Regions from separate parts of the Mus musculus genome. Here regions 2, 3, 4 and 5 are each linked to region 1. Evidence: chromatin contacts called from public ChIA-PET, Hi-C and HiChIP or PLAC-seq data. All regions are on one chromosome and are shown on one strand. The core of a region is the stretch at or near the end of the contact, and the rest is flanking DNA. Distances in the headings are between cores, read along the strand shown.

Evidence for each region. A called contact is a pair of places that touch in the nucleus more often than the background predicts. ChIA-PET counts read pairs in DNA pulled down with a chosen protein or histone mark. HiChIP or PLAC-seq counts read pairs in DNA pulled down with a chosen protein or histone mark.
Region 2: an RNA polymerase II ChIA-PET map of effector CD8 T cells shows a contact between it and region 1, with 292 read pairs. The contact joins the enhancer-like site here to the promoter of Tnfaip3 in region 1. A contact is called at or near these places in 8 of 39 promoter capture datasets (the C10 cell line, the HPC-7 cell line, cranial neural crest and 4 more), 2 of 15 datasets of contacts at CTCF or cohesin (CD8 T cells and the NIH/3T3 cell line), 9 of 484 Hi-C or Micro-C datasets (the C2C12 cell line, adipose-derived mesenchymal stem cells, bone marrow-derived macrophages and 6 more), 37 of 115 datasets of contacts at active chromatin or transcription factors (the 230-238 cell line, CD4 single positive thymocytes, CD8 T cells and 23 more) and 5 of 9 other capture datasets (adipose tissue, embryonic stem cells, liver and 2 more).
Region 3: a Hi-C map of the HPC-7 cell line shows a contact between it and region 1, with 2.3 times the contacts expected there. The contact joins the enhancer-like site here to the promoter of Tnfaip3 in region 1. A contact is called at or near these places in 9 of 39 promoter capture datasets (the 3T3-L1 cell line, 3T3-L1-derived adipocytes, the C10 cell line and 4 more), 2 of 15 datasets of contacts at CTCF or cohesin (CD8 T cells and thymocytes), 29 of 484 Hi-C or Micro-C datasets (the AML12 cell line, CD8 T cells, ECoMG-derived neutrophils and 15 more), 16 of 115 datasets of contacts at active chromatin or transcription factors (the 230-238 cell line, CD8 T cells, DN3 thymocytes and 12 more) and 4 of 9 other capture datasets (adipose tissue, bone marrow-derived macrophages, liver and 1 more).
Region 4: a contact with region 1 is called in an HNF4G HiChIP or PLAC-seq map of pancreatic cancer cells. The contact joins the promoter of Perp here to the promoter of Tnfaip3 in region 1. A contact is called at or near these places in 3 of 39 promoter capture datasets (hippocampal neurons and liver), 11 of 484 Hi-C or Micro-C datasets (B cells, adipose-derived mesenchymal stem cells, cardiomyocytes and 6 more), 6 of 115 datasets of contacts at active chromatin or transcription factors (CD8 T cells, bone marrow-derived macrophages, effector CD8 T cells and 3 more) and 1 of 9 other capture datasets (pancreatic islet).
Region 5: a BATF HiChIP or PLAC-seq map of CD8 T cells shows a contact between it and region 1, with 7 read pairs. The contact joins the enhancer-like site here to the promoter of Tnfaip3 in region 1. A contact is called at or near these places in 2 of 39 promoter capture datasets (embryonic stem cells and stem cell-derived epiblast-like cells) and 2 of 115 datasets of contacts at active chromatin or transcription factors (CD8 T cells and stem cell-derived neural progenitor cells).

What each region holds. Positions count from the first base shown.
Region 1 is chr10:19,014,042-19,016,741 of GRCm38.p6, reverse strand. It overlaps Tnfaip3 (tumor necrosis factor, alpha-induced protein 3), which reads left to right and starts at 1,332. Exons shown (of 9, transcript NM_009397.3): 1 at 1,332-1,589.
Region 2 is chr10:19,208,559-19,211,258 of GRCm38.p6, reverse strand. No RefSeq gene overlaps it. Among named protein-coding and RNA genes, the nearest start is that of Gm40607, 34 kb to the left of the region's middle. Within about 2 kb of position 1,293, at least 57 of the 459 cell types and tissues checked have an H3K27ac peak or open chromatin away from gene starts, as enhancers often do. A contact at or near this core is called in CD8 T cells, effector CD8 T cells, embryonic stem cells and 4 more, where this site is marked.
Region 3 is chr10:19,238,817-19,241,516 of GRCm38.p6, reverse strand. All of the region lies in intron 2 of Gm40607 (a long non-coding RNA gene), which reads left to right. Among named protein-coding and RNA genes, the nearest start is that of Gm40607, 3.4 kb to the left of the region's middle. Within about 2 kb of position 1,311, at least 14 of the 459 cell types and tissues checked have an H3K27ac peak or open chromatin away from gene starts, as enhancers often do. A contact at or near this core is called in CD8 T cells, the HPC-7 cell line, the P5424 cell line and 2 more, where this site is marked.
Region 4 is chr10:18,843,622-18,846,321 of GRCm38.p6, reverse strand. Perp (PERP, TP53 apoptosis effector) reads right to left here and starts at 1,251. Exons shown (of 3, transcript NM_022032.4): 1 at 916-1,251. The coding sequence starts at 1,129.
Region 5 is chr10:19,267,190-19,269,889 of GRCm38.p6, reverse strand. No RefSeq gene overlaps it. Among named protein-coding and RNA genes, the nearest start is that of Gm40607, 25 kb to the right of the region's middle. Within about 2 kb of position 1,254, at least 23 of the 459 cell types and tissues checked have an H3K27ac peak or open chromatin away from gene starts, as enhancers often do. A contact at or near this core is called in CD8 T cells, where this site is marked.

The DNA.
Region 1 (2,700 bases), core at 83-2,582:
CAGTGGCACTGAGTATTTCTATCTGGTTTGCGCTATTTTCTAGGAATCCTGCCAGGGGACCCTAGAGATACACACTCACACACACACACACACACACACACACACACACACACACACACACAGAGTAAATTAATCACACTAAACACTATTTAAAATAACATCAGGTCACTCCGCAGACCTCCCGTGGTCCCTCAAACAGATCCCGGCTCCTTTCCGGGAAGAGCCTCACACCCTGCACCCTAGCCCCAGCACAACCACCCAGAGAGCTCTGCTCAGCCCCTTGATGTATCAAATGTGGCTGACCCTTGAGGTCTTATCTCTAGACTGCCTGGAGGTTTCTTTGTCACAGAGTTTCAATGTCACCTTCTCAGAGTGGCCCTTCCTGGCCAGTGAATGAAGCCACCTCAGTTTCTAGTGTGTAGCTCTGCAGAGAGTATCCCCACCCCACCCCACCTCACCCCCATACACACTCCACTTTCTCCAGAAAGGTAAAAGCATTTTCGCTTCTTTCTGCAGAGCTCAAGCCCCTGTCTAAGTGAAGCGAAGCTTTCTCCCCTCTCAAGAAAGGCAAGTCGGGGATCAATCAGGGCATTGTGGAAGGCTATCCTCCATTGGCTTCATGGGGCGAACTAATTCTCAGGCCAGCCAAACAATACTTAAGAAAACAACTGTAGAAGGATCGGGGAAAGCCAGCAATAAACTTGAAGAAATTTCTAAACTTTAAAACGCTCCTTGGAACAGGGAAATAAAGGAGAAATGGAGGGTGTGTAGGAGTGGGGGTGGGGGAGGCGAATCTAATTCTCTCTGAAATTGACCTTGCCCCCCCCCACCCCCCGTAACTCAAAAACTGCAGGACCATGGGGTCTGATCTCACTCTGCACTGCATCCAACCTGAAGCTGACACATGGCTTGGAGAACCCTGCCGCTTTTTCTGTCAATTCCCTTCGGGACCCTGCGGAGGGCTCTTTCTGAAGTGCTCATCACGTGCACAGCCCAGACTTCAAAGCCAAGCTTCAAGCCTGAGGTCCTGTGTGTCTGGGTGGTTTTTTGGGTTTTCTCTCTAATTTCCCTTCCTTTTCACAGCTGATTTTCTTCAGAAAAGAAGCTATAAAAAAGAACCTATTGCATTTCCAGTTCCCATCACCGCGATTTCCACATGGATGTGACGTGGAAGGCAGCTTCCGAAATGCCCAGGTGACTCACGCGGGGACACCCCGGGGCGGGACCTAGGAGTTTCTCCGGGCGGGGCGGGCACGGCTTAGAGCGCCCTCTGCCGGTCGGCGGCGCGCCACGCGGGTCACGTGACTGGAATTTCCATCGGAAATCCCCCTGTTGGCAAAGCATACAACTGAAAGGCAAAAAAGGGAACTGCCCAGTCTGTAGTCTTCGGAGCCGGAGGCGGAGCGGTGAGCCAGGCCGCCGAAAGACGTGCACACCCCCTCAGCCAGCGAGCCCGATCGGGTGTCCATGGGGCTCCGCCTCGGCCCGACCCCCACCACGACCCGGACCACGATCCCGGGCTGCGGCGCGCGCCAGTGACGGCCGGCCGGCCACTTGGGCTCTGCGAGGGCTCCGCGCGGCCCCAAGAGGTGAGCGATGCTCCGGCTGCGGGGTGCACGGCTAGCAGAATGCGGGGGTCCTCGGTCAGTGGGGTGCACTGCCAGCCAGATTCGGGGTGCACGGCCAGCTCAGTGTGGAGCTGCCTTGCGCTGGCTTTGCAGGGATCCTGGAGTTGGGGTATTGTTGGCCGGAGTTGAGGTCCCGGTGCCAGGTGTTTAGGTTGACAGCCCGAAGTTTCTTCAGCCGACTAGTTAGCTAGCTATTCCTTTTCGATCCTGCAGGGTGACAGGAGCTGCAGCTGGCTGATGAATAGTCAGTCACCTTTTGGGTTCCTAGGTCGTGTGGTCGTGGGTGACACCCCCCCCCCACTTGGAAATCAAGTGCAGCGTGTTCATAGGCACGTAGACCTTGCAGAACCGCGTTGGGCTTTTTTCCCATATTGTGCACAACTGGCCCAACAGGGGATGGGTTTCTCAGAGGCCACCAAATCCAACTTGGAGACTTCGGTCAGCTAACCTTTCAGTGATCTGTGGGAGGAGGGTTGCGGGGCGGGAGGTGGAGGGGAGGGGCGTGCTTTGAGATTGCCACTAGGTCTCTAGTTGCCACAGTTTAAGAAGAGTATGCATGCAGAAATGATTCTCTGGCCTGCTTGTTGGGGACTCCACTTTAGGTGGCATGTAAGACTCCCTGCTGCAGCCCCGACTCCACACTGAGATAGTGTGTTGTCAGTCCGGGTCCGTTGTCCCACATCCTGCCACCTGGCCTCTCAGGAAAGCTGAGGTATTAAGAGCTCTTTTTGGAGCATGCTTTGTTTTCTCCTGGTCTCTGATCTTTCTTTGGAAAGCTAGTCTGGTCAAGTGGGGGCACCGTTTGGAGAACTGATCACAGTTAGTTAGCCTTCTGATGTCCCAGATTATTGAGCAACTGATCCGGTCTCCATTCTTATTGTCTGAGATGCTACTTGGATCTTTTGCAGTTCTTTGTATGGATTTGTTTTGTTTTGTTTTGCTTTGCTTTGCTTTTTTTGGAGGGGTACTTCCCAACAGTTGCCCGAGGTATCTGTTGATAAATAATACATAAGTTTCCACATCGCAGACAAAAAAAAAAATCTGTTCAGAGTGGAAAAATAAAACTGGGGGA
Region 2 (2,700 bases), core at 44-2,543, 190 kb before region 1:
AGTCTTGCTTTTCTGGTATGTTGGGGTATCCAGGGCTCACTGTGCTGGGAGAACTGGGTTCTGATGATGCCAAGTAGCCTTGGTTTCTATTGCTTATGTTCTTGCCCTTACCCCTCAACATCTGGTTATCTCTGATGTTAGCTGGTTTTGCTGTCTTTGACTGTGGCTTGTCCCTCCTGAAAGCCCATGTGTCAGTACTCCTGGGAGACCAGTTCTCTCTGGGAGGAATTTAGGTATGGAGAGCTGTGGCACAGGGTCAGCTCTGAGATGCAGATAGAAACTGTCTCTGCCTGTTCCTTGGTTCCTGTGTCCTGATGGCTCTGGGTGGGTCCCTCTTGGGTCAAGAATTTGAGCAAAAGGGGTGGTTTTACCTGTGCTCACAGATGTTTGGGCACTCCTGGGAGACCAGCTTTCTCCTGGCATTATTTGGATATGGAGAGCTGTGGCACAGTATCAGCTCCTGCTGCAGACTGAAACTGAAAGGATCCTGTCCCAGGCTGTCCAGCATATACTCTTAACCACTGAGTATCTCTCCAGCTTCACGTATAAAACTTTCAAAAGAAGGTGTATGTAATACATAGGAAAGATGGTCTTACAGGAACATTTAGGTGTTACAGCCATACTGGTTTCTAATAATGCTGTGGGATAGACTCAGGTCATCATGCAGGGCAAGTGTAATCAGCCTGTACTTTGGGGCCTCCAGAGAAGAGGCATGTAAGGAGCTCTTACAAAGGCTCTAAATCTATCTCTGTACAAAACGCTGTCTACGATGGAGTAACTTGCACGTGTACACTCACATGTCTCTTGGCAATAGGAGAGCCTTCGGAGAAATTTGCAGTTAAGTTTGCTGTCTTGCCATGGTGCAAATGCACATCTGAACTCACACAGACCTAAGTGGTAAAGGCCTAAGTACCACACGCCTGTATGTACAGACCCATCACTCACTCAGTTTCAGACTGTAAATGATTCTGAAGTCATTAAGAACTACCCAGAGCTTGCAGCAAACACATTATCATAGTTCCATCTAGCCTTTTCAGTGAACATTACAAACAAGCCTTTCGCTCTTGATCATCATAGTGGCTAGAGGAAAAGGGCTTCACTATTTGTAATCTACACAGGTCACTGATACTATCTCCATAGCTGATAGTTTCTTCTGGGATGTTGCTGCTGTCACTGCCTTCATGAAGCAGATTTTTAAATAGCTGTTATCATTTTGCTCCTGTTCTTGGAGGGTCACAGCTGAAGTAGACCATGACACGCCCACCTGATGAGCAATGCAAACCACTGATTTTTACTTTCAGTTTTGTTTTCAGTTCACTCCATGGGTCTCTTACTGGCAATGTTAGCAGCCAGTTTCTGTGTCATGATGAAGAAACTAATGTGAGACCAAATTAGACACATGTGAAAATAATGTCCTCAAGCTATGTGGTGACACCACAAACCCGAAGCTGCTGCCTGCCACTGTCATGAGTGTGGTCTGTCTCTGACAGAAATGACATTATGTGATGTACAGTTGTTCTCAGTACTCCATTTCATAAATATGTGCAAGTGCTGTGAATAAAGCTATAGTATAATTCATCTAAAACCTTTATGGATGTTGTGGCACTTCCAAATATTGTGAACTTGTCTATTAATACGTATTGACAATTTAGGTGGCACAGAAAAGGTCGGTGTGCTGAAGTAAATGGGAGTCTCTGAAGGGAACTGAAGAGAGGAGAAATGCTCTGACCCACTGGCTCAAGCTATGGAGGCTTGCTTCCTGGCTGATGGTCTCTAGAGGTGACACCTGAATCTTGAAAATACTTCATGAGGTCTGGGTTTGAGATTCCAGAAGTGTGTCCCGGAAATACGTCATGAAGACTAGGTTCTGAAAGACTGTTCTCTTCGTTGCTTCTAGCCCCATTCCCTTTGCTTCTTGTCCCACAGTGGTGTGAGGACCCTCTGTTACTCATTCCCACCACACTGTTCTACACTGTCTCTGAAGGACTGAAACCATATGAAGGGAGTCAAAATACAAATTTCCTCCCTTGTTGCTTTTCTCAAGAATTTTTTTTTCACAACAAGGAAAGAGCAACTTATGAAGACAGAGGAAAACATTGCTGCTGTTTTGTTTTGTTTTGTTTTTCAGAAAACAAGCACCTGTGTTTGATATCCCTTAGATGGTGTCTGTTGAGAATTAGTGAGTGTTACTGTTAAAAAAGAGGAGTCTATCTTGCAGCCTGACTGGAACCTGAGCTGACCCATCCCTGAGTGTCAGCCTTCTTAATTACATGCTTGAAATAAAAAGTTAATACCACTGAGGTAGATAATTCTAAACTAACTTTAGAAACATTCTATGTTTAATAGCTGGTTACATTTACTAGAAACAACACACAATTAATAATGTAATTACAGGTCACCTCACTAAAGCAATATATTTTATGAGGAAGTCTTTTCGGTTTGTTAGAGTAAATTGTATGCGTTAAGCAAATTTCAAAGAATTAATATATCAGGATTATATATTATAAGCAATAAAATTATGTTTTAAAATATCAGGTGAAAAGAGTCAATGGATTTCATATATACAGATAAAAACCAGCTTAAAAATACTTTTAAAAACTTTCATTTACAATGGAATTAAGAGATTAAATACTTGAGAATAAAAATAAGAAAACAAGGGGATGGAGAGAGAGCTCAACAGTGACAGCATGGGCTGTTCTT
Region 3 (2,700 bases), core at 62-2,561, 220 kb before region 1:
CATGAGGAAGAGTATTAAAGGGTTGTGGCACTAGGAAGGCTGAGAATCACTGAGTTTTGACATTAGGGTTTCCACCTTCAATATCCCTCTACATCGTTGTACAGCTGCATAGCACATATGAAACAAACACATGTACATATAATGGAAACATGTTTTCTGTAGGTGCCCTGCTTTTTCTTGGTTCACAGCACGTGGCGGCTCAAGTCTTTATGGAAATGGTTCCACATCAAATCCACACAGTGAATGTGCAGTGTATTCAAAGCTGTCTAGGCGATGTCTCTTTCTCTTAAGCTTGCTTTTGCCCCTCCCAGCCTCTCCTTCCTGCAGACTGCTTGCTCCATCCTGAAGGACCTGGCATCCAGACGCTAGAAATGATTGTTCTCTACAATGCTAAACACAACCCACATGCCTACCTAGGCTTCCTCTACCTAAAATTCCCACTCATTTGTTGTATTTCTGTTCTACTGATTGCTACCATCAAAATCCCTTGAGTTTCATCTCAAACCTGCCTCAGTCTTCCCAGACACCAAGAGGCAGTGCTTTCTTCTAATGCATGCACCATTGAACTACATACTATTGAACATTTGAGACAGTTTACCACACTGACTCTTTGGCTCCTGTTTTCTCCTCAGACTATGAAGAGTCACCCATCAAATATGCCACAGTAAAGATGGGGACTAAGCCAAGTTGTATTCTGGCGCTACCTAGAAACTACTCTAACTATATTTTCTATAACTTACAAATACATCAAGGGCACGTTTCTTTCTTCCAGTCCTTAAGGCTATAGGGTAGACATGTTTTACCCATGTGTGTGTAGGCATTTTAAGCAAGCATCGAACACACCACCTGCATTTTCACCCTTAGCTTTTATTCTTTATGCTTCTTGTCACCAGCGCATTCCCATGTAGGGTCTGGAGTGTCTGGGGCCCAGGCAGGTCCTGGCATGGCCTTCGGACCCAAAGCCTCTATTAAATAAATAGGTAAACAGAGGCTGTAAAGAACAGGTCCAGTTGAAAGTGGTCTGAATTCTTTACTCTCTCCCTCCAGGAAGCAATTTTGCAGCACTTAATTCAGAGTCCACACCCAGCAAGTGCTTAAACACGTTTTCTTACAGCCATTTCACCTCATTTTATTCCAATAAGGAGGTTTAAAAAGCCATCTCCTTCCCTTCGTCCCTCCACCTCTGCCCTTTCCGTTCCTGTCTTTAATGAGTTTTTAGTGTTTTAGTTAACATTGCAAACCTGATAGTGACACAGAGTCTGAACAGAACAAGCAGAGTGGCTTAGAGGGTGCGGTGCGTGGTTTCTGTTTTGTTAGCTCATACTGCCCTCTTCTGGTCACTGAGCAGATTTAAAACTTGGCTGGGTAGAAAAAACAAAAAACAACCAACACCCCTCCTCTAAACTAAAAAACCAACCTAACTAACTAACTAACTAACTAACTAACTAACTAATTAAAACCATGAAGAAAACTGTGCAAAGAATAAGTGACAGTGTACAGGGAAATAAAATCTTTCCATATGAATAACCATGACATGAAAATATGCAACACCACTGCCTATGTGTGACTAAGTAACATTTTTTGTTGTTGTTGTTATTCTTAAAATCCAAAATACTGCTGTCTTCTCATTTTTGTCTCTTTGTCATTTTTACGTGGGTAAATTCATGCAATCTGTTGAGAAGAACGTCACTGGAATGGCTTAGGGGTTCTCTTCCTTGTTCCAGCTCCCCTGAAAGCTTGTGGGGATAGGGCAGTTTGCTCTGTAACCAGCGGTGTGGTGTCTTGCCTGGGCTCATTAGTTAGGTGAACAGGGTCCAGGAGCCTTCTCAGCTCTCAGCTGTACTTCATCTGCTTGCGGCTGGAGCGATACCTGCTCTGCCTTCCTTATCAAGGATAACAGAAATAGAATGAAGACACAGCCTATGATGTTTATCTACAAATAAACGCACTGTTGTTATTTTTAATTAGTGTGTGTGTGTGCGTGCACGTGTGCATGTCTGAGTGTGTGTATGTGTGTGTGTGCGTGCACGTGTGCGTGTCTGAGTGTGTGTGTGTGTGTGTGTGTGCGTGCACGTGTGCGTGTCTGAGTGTGTGTGTGTGCGTGCACGTGTGCATGTCTGAGTGTGTGTGTGTGTGTCTGAGTGTGTGTGTGTGTGTATGTATGTGTGTGTGTGTGTGTGTGTATGTGTGCGTGCACGTGTGCGTGTCTGTGTGTGTGTGTGTGTGTGTGTGTATGTGTGTGTGTGTGTGTGTGTGTGTGTGTGTGTGTGTGTGTGTGTGTGTAGGTCAGAGAACACCTTGCAAGCATCAGTTCCCTCCTGATATTTGACATTAGGGATATTGAAGGTGGAAACCCTAATGTCAAAACTCATTGATTCTCAGCCTTGCTACTGCCACAACCCTTTAATACTGTTCCTCACGTATTATGGTTCCCCCAGCCATAACCCCCATGTGGGTTCTGTAAATCTAACTTGGGTCATCAGGCTTAGTGGACACCTTTACCCACTGAGCAATTAGTTTGCCCAAGAAGACATTTGCAATACGGATTTTAGGTGTTATAGTTCCCAGTGAAGTTCAGCTTCATTAAAAACCAAACCAAACCAAACCAAAAAAAGAAAAAATCCTTGCTATTTTAAGATAATGAAAGTATGTTGATAGCTATAGATCTAAAACGACAAAATTTCAGCCTTTCCTTTCCTG
Region 4 (2,700 bases), core at 2-2,501, 170 kb after region 1:
TCTCCTTTTATTGCCTGCCTCCCTGTCTGAGGAAGTTCTTCCAGGGAGAAAAAGCTGATAAGGGCCAGAACCCAAACCAAACAGCGTCTGGCAGAAGTCCTGGGTGCTTTAGGAAAAGAATCAAGTTATGGTTAATCTAGAAAATGAATGAAAACAAAAAAAGTAACTTGCTTCCTTTAAAGGGGGCAAACTGACCCGTAAAGCCTGCACACTGCTCCCTACACACTGCTGGTCACTACTGTCTCCATCCTAAACAGGAGGGACACTTGCTTGAGGGAGAAAAGGCTTTTCTTGGTTTTGTTTTTTCAAAGACTACTACTAACTTGTAAATCAAGTACTTGGGGCCTTTCCCTGGCAGAGGCAAACAGAGTTCCCCTGCGATGTGTACAGAGTTTCCCTGCGATGTGTTAAAAGTGGCAACTCAACTTCAGTGAAGTGTTTACTTCTCCGATTTTAAATCAGACTCAGATAAACTTCCTTAACATTCACTTTTCAACGAAGGCCACTCCCCAGAACAAGAATGAACATGAAACAGCTCCACAGCTAAGATACTGAAATATCTATCTAAATCATAACTGCTCCTACTTGGCCTGAAAGGACTTTCTCATAAGATTAAAAAAAAAAAGTTTAAGTTAGATGAAATGAAATGAATTCACCCTGGCATATTATTTATTTTTATACGTACTTTGCAATGACTGGCATCAGTTTGCACTGGTAACTGAGAAACTTTACTTTTAAATGAGTTGGAGTCTTTCAGGGTTGAGCCTGATTCGGGTCACCCAAAACTGCTGCTTCTGAAGTTTGAACTCTAAGCGGACTTTGAAACACCCACTACCCCTGACCTTTTAAAGATCAGCTCCAGCTGCTACCACAGCTCAGGCCCCCAAGGGCTTCCCGGAGGCGGCGGCCACTCACCGTACTCCATGAGGCTCTGGCAGCCATCGTCGTAGGAGCCGCTGCCGCCGCCCTCGTCGAAACACCTCCACCAAAGCGACGATGTCTGGATGTGGTTGCTAGACTGCAGCCAGCCGCGGCCGGCCAGCGCGATGATGTCGAAGGCGATGGCGCTGAGCAGCAGCAGGGGCAGGATCCACCTGCAGCGCTCGCAGGCCAGGCCGCAGCGCAGCATGTCGTCGGTGGCGGCGGGCGCGGAGCGGAGGAACGCCGGGCAGGAGCAGCGGCCAAGAGTGGTCCTGCGAGCGCTGACACCGCGACTAAAGGAAGAGGCGGCTCCCCCGAAGACGCGGCCCCCGGGCTGGCGGCGGGGGAGCGGCGCTCCAGCCACACCTTGATTCCGGTGACTCAGAGCGCACCGCCCCGACCTGCTGGGTCACCCGGGCGGCAGAGCTCAGGCTCGCCCCGGGCTCGTCGCCAGGGTGGGCGTGCCTGTGCCTCCAGCCGCCTGCAGTCCCACCAGATTGCCGCCAGCCCAGCGCACACACCTGTGGACACTCCAGCGCCAGCCTGTGCTCTGCCCTAAATTAACACAGTGTAAGGAGCATGGCTAAGGCTACACTTGAGCTCCAAGCACCGTGCCCAGGACATCCCAATAGCCTGTGAAATAAATGATGGGCCCTAAAATGTAAGGACTTGTGGGTTCAAACCTGGGAGCGTCTGTCCCTGGCTTCCACAGGCAGATCCTACACTTCCTGCCCGGATCTACCTTTGGACCTTGGCTCTTGCTGCCATAGACACGCAAATGTTCTGTGCTCTGGTGGTTCAGGCTGGGTGACCAGCAGGTCCCAGTGGCTCACTCTAGGTTGCGGAGGCTGTCTCTTAATCCGGGTAGCTTTGGTGTTGATAACTTCAGTTCCCTTTGCCCCAGTTAGTGTGTTCCCCACACATCTACCCTTTCTATCTACTTTACACAGTTTTTGTTTTTTCAAATATAAGCACGTGTCAGCATGCACAAGCAACTGAAATCCTCCCCAAATCCTGAGCTAGCTTCTGTCCCTAAGAATCTTCACTTGTAGCAGGGAGGGTGGGGCATCAGCCAGGAGTGGCGCTGAGAGAAACAAATTCCCAGTGCCAGGTCAATGGTGGCCAGGGAGAGATCAACCAGAGCATTCACTTTTTACCCCGTGCCCCGAAATCTTCTGACACCTCATGTCAGTTTAAAGATATGGAAAGCACTCAGTGGTATTTCCTTCTTACACAAGACGCTCGCAACAGAAGTAGTTACTAGGACGCATAGACTAAGAACACTGAGAAGATCTGTCTCAGAGTCCAAAGAATATCACTACCCAGCCTTCACTTAGCAGAAACCAGTAAGCATTTCAGTCCTGAAAACCGCAGAGGCACATACACGTTGAGCAAGGTTCATTGCCCACAGGACAAGTGCGGTGCGTATGCCCTAAACGTTAGGACCTAAAGGCTTTCAAACGTAATGAAAATATTTTAGCTAGCTATGTCCTGTGTGGAAAAGTCGTATTTTTACCAATCAAATGAGTTTCCACTGGTGTCTTAATGAATAATTTTGGAATACACACACACACACGCATATATATATATGTTTATATTATGTCCTCATTCTTGTGATACAATTTCCACAGTTTTGTGGAGAGGGACTCCTTAATATCAATCTGGTCAAAGGTAATTTTGACTGTTCAGAATCTCTGAAAGAGACTATAGTAATTAATTGGTTCTGTCGGCTCAAAGGGGAATAAGATATAGTTTATTTCTCAAGGTAAAAATAACAAA
Region 5 (2,700 bases), core at 5-2,504, 250 kb before region 1:
CTATATGTCACATGTTTTAATTTGTTCTTTTACAAGTTCTTTTTTCTTCAACAAATCTATCTCATGCTACTAGAACCCTGCCCTACCCCAACTCCAATGTGTACTTCAACTATGGAGCAGTGTGAGGTCCAACCTTCAAAACCAACAATGAAGAAGGGTTGTGGGAGGGATGAACGGAGGCTGAAGGGGATCTAAGGAATTGTAGACAGTTAGGACATACATTATTCATAGCACACAGCACTAAGCAGGCAGATGCCAGCAGACCAAGCACAAGTTGGCTCATATAGGTAAGCATGATTACACACAGTGACTGGCACATTGGCTCAATGAGGTAGGGACAACAAAGGCTGACAGATATGAAGGGCCCAACCTTTTTACCTCAAAGCCATGTTTATACAGAATTACACAAAAGTGACATTTTGTCAGAGATATGTCACATGACAGATTGCATTACTGTTTACTTTTAGGTTTCCTAAACAGCCAATGTCTGTCATTTTGTGCTGTCTTATGGCTCCCCCATGCCCAGTGTTAGTTGTCTTAGTCCATATTGGGTATTGATATCAGCACTATAGTCTCTGAACAGAAACTGGCTTTTATAGCCTTTTGTTTCCTATAATAGATTCTGAATGCCCCAACCTACTCCATGCAAAATTAATAGTCTTTATACAAGCTCCTGCTATACTCCACACATCTGAGCTACATTTGTTCTCTCATGTATCCCATGTACATTTGGATTATGCCCATGTCACTGTCCAAGGAGATAGGTGCACAAACCAAGAAGTTAAGTTGTGACTAGAGAGAATCAGCGCTAAGAGGGGAAAAAACAAAACAAAACAAAACAAAACAAAACAGTGATCATCATAGTCCACAAAGAGTATCATTAGTGTGAAATAATAATGAAAACATACAATTTGAACTTGAGCTTGGAGATCTTCTGCAGGATAATACTCATATTAGCCTTATGAATTACTTTCTATATAAAGCATTGCTCATTTTTACACATTAGCAGAGTGGGAGTGCTTCTCTATCTATATGCTAATATATGAATGTTCTAAAACATATTTATGAAATATTCAAAGTAAGGAAGGCCTGAGATTGGGACTGGGTAGATACCGTTTACGATCTCACGCAGTCAAGTAGAACTGGTAGAGTTAAAAGGAGACCGTTCTCAGGCACTGTGTAGAGGCTCTCTCTTAGTCAGGTTCATTGACTACAAGCAACAGATACAGATTCAGTTCACGTTAACTAGGAATGGTGCTTTAGCAAGCAAGCCCTCTAATACTGAGCCACATGATTGGGCCAGAGGAAAACAACTCATGACGTCTGTGGCTAACCAGATGATGCAAGACAAGATAAAATACACTTCTTGGAGAATAAGAAGGAATCATGATACCTATAAGAATCAGAAAAACAAAACAAAACAAAACAAAACAAAACAAAACAAAACAAAACAAAACACCCACCCTCTCCCTGTTTGTAAATATGCTAAGTCTTCCCGGAAGACCAGTTACTTCCCCTTCACCAAGCACCACCACCATCATTACTAACCACAACCTTTCTCCAAAGCGACAATCAACTCTAGCAACGCTGCAGATGCCCTCTGGGTTTGGAGTCCTCCTGAGCAGAATTTCAGGTCCTAGCCCACTTCCTGATTGTTTACAGGCACAGGGATGGGGGAGGGGACTTTCTCCTTCCTTTTCAGTAGGTGCAGGTGTGAGCCAGGGAGTTATTCATACGAATGAATGACTCATGAGTAAGATATGAATCTTCCTGTATGAATCATTATCACAAAGACCCCTCAAACAGTAAAAAAGATAAGATACCAGAAAGTCCACCATCATTATTCTGTTGTTCACTCCAAATTGATCTTATGGTACTTAGACTAGAAGTCTTACATTCAGTATTTGCTTTTAATTTTAAAATTAAAACAATTTCAATGAATTTTTTTTGATCAAACTTTAAAATCTCCTAAGAGAGCCTATCTGAATTTCCTATGGTATGATAAACCCTTAAGAGTTTTAGTGGGATTTGTCAAGTAACTAGCACGGACCTTTTTTCTCAAGGGCAGACATGAGAGTACACACCACACTGTGAACTGGCTCGTGGTAACTTTATCTTTTCCTCTCCTCTGGTGTTTTCTTATATAATAGAAGCTGGAAGCAGCGCTCAACCTTTTTTGCCTGCTTTGTTTGTAATTTCGGTCTCAGGTATGAAGCTGGTTTTGACAACTGAATCCTCTGAATACCAGAAGCGACATTTTAGGCTCTCTCTCTCTCTCTCTCTCTCTCTCTCTCTCTCTCTCTCTCTCTCTCTCTCTGTCTCTCTCTCTCTTATCTAACTTGCCCTCACAAATACCACAAAGCTATTGTTGGAAGAGCTATTTTCCAGAAGTCCTTGGGGTGGGCCCTGAATGGCATGCTCGGGTTTGCCTAATGTACAAGGCACAGGTCTTTCTTTATCCAGCCATCTTCTCAGGGCTGTGTTTATAATAAGTGGCCTTAGTAGATGGGGTGGTAATTCCTTTTGGAGCAAAGTCTCCTTTACAAACTCACTTAGTGCTTGTTTTATATGGAACTCACAACGTCACTTCTCCTGATCAGGCTTAATACAAGCATGCTATTGATAACGGTTTAACTAGGACTCCTCCATAAGTTCAGCAAACTTTCTGCAAAGGACCAGAGAATAAATATTTTAGGTTTT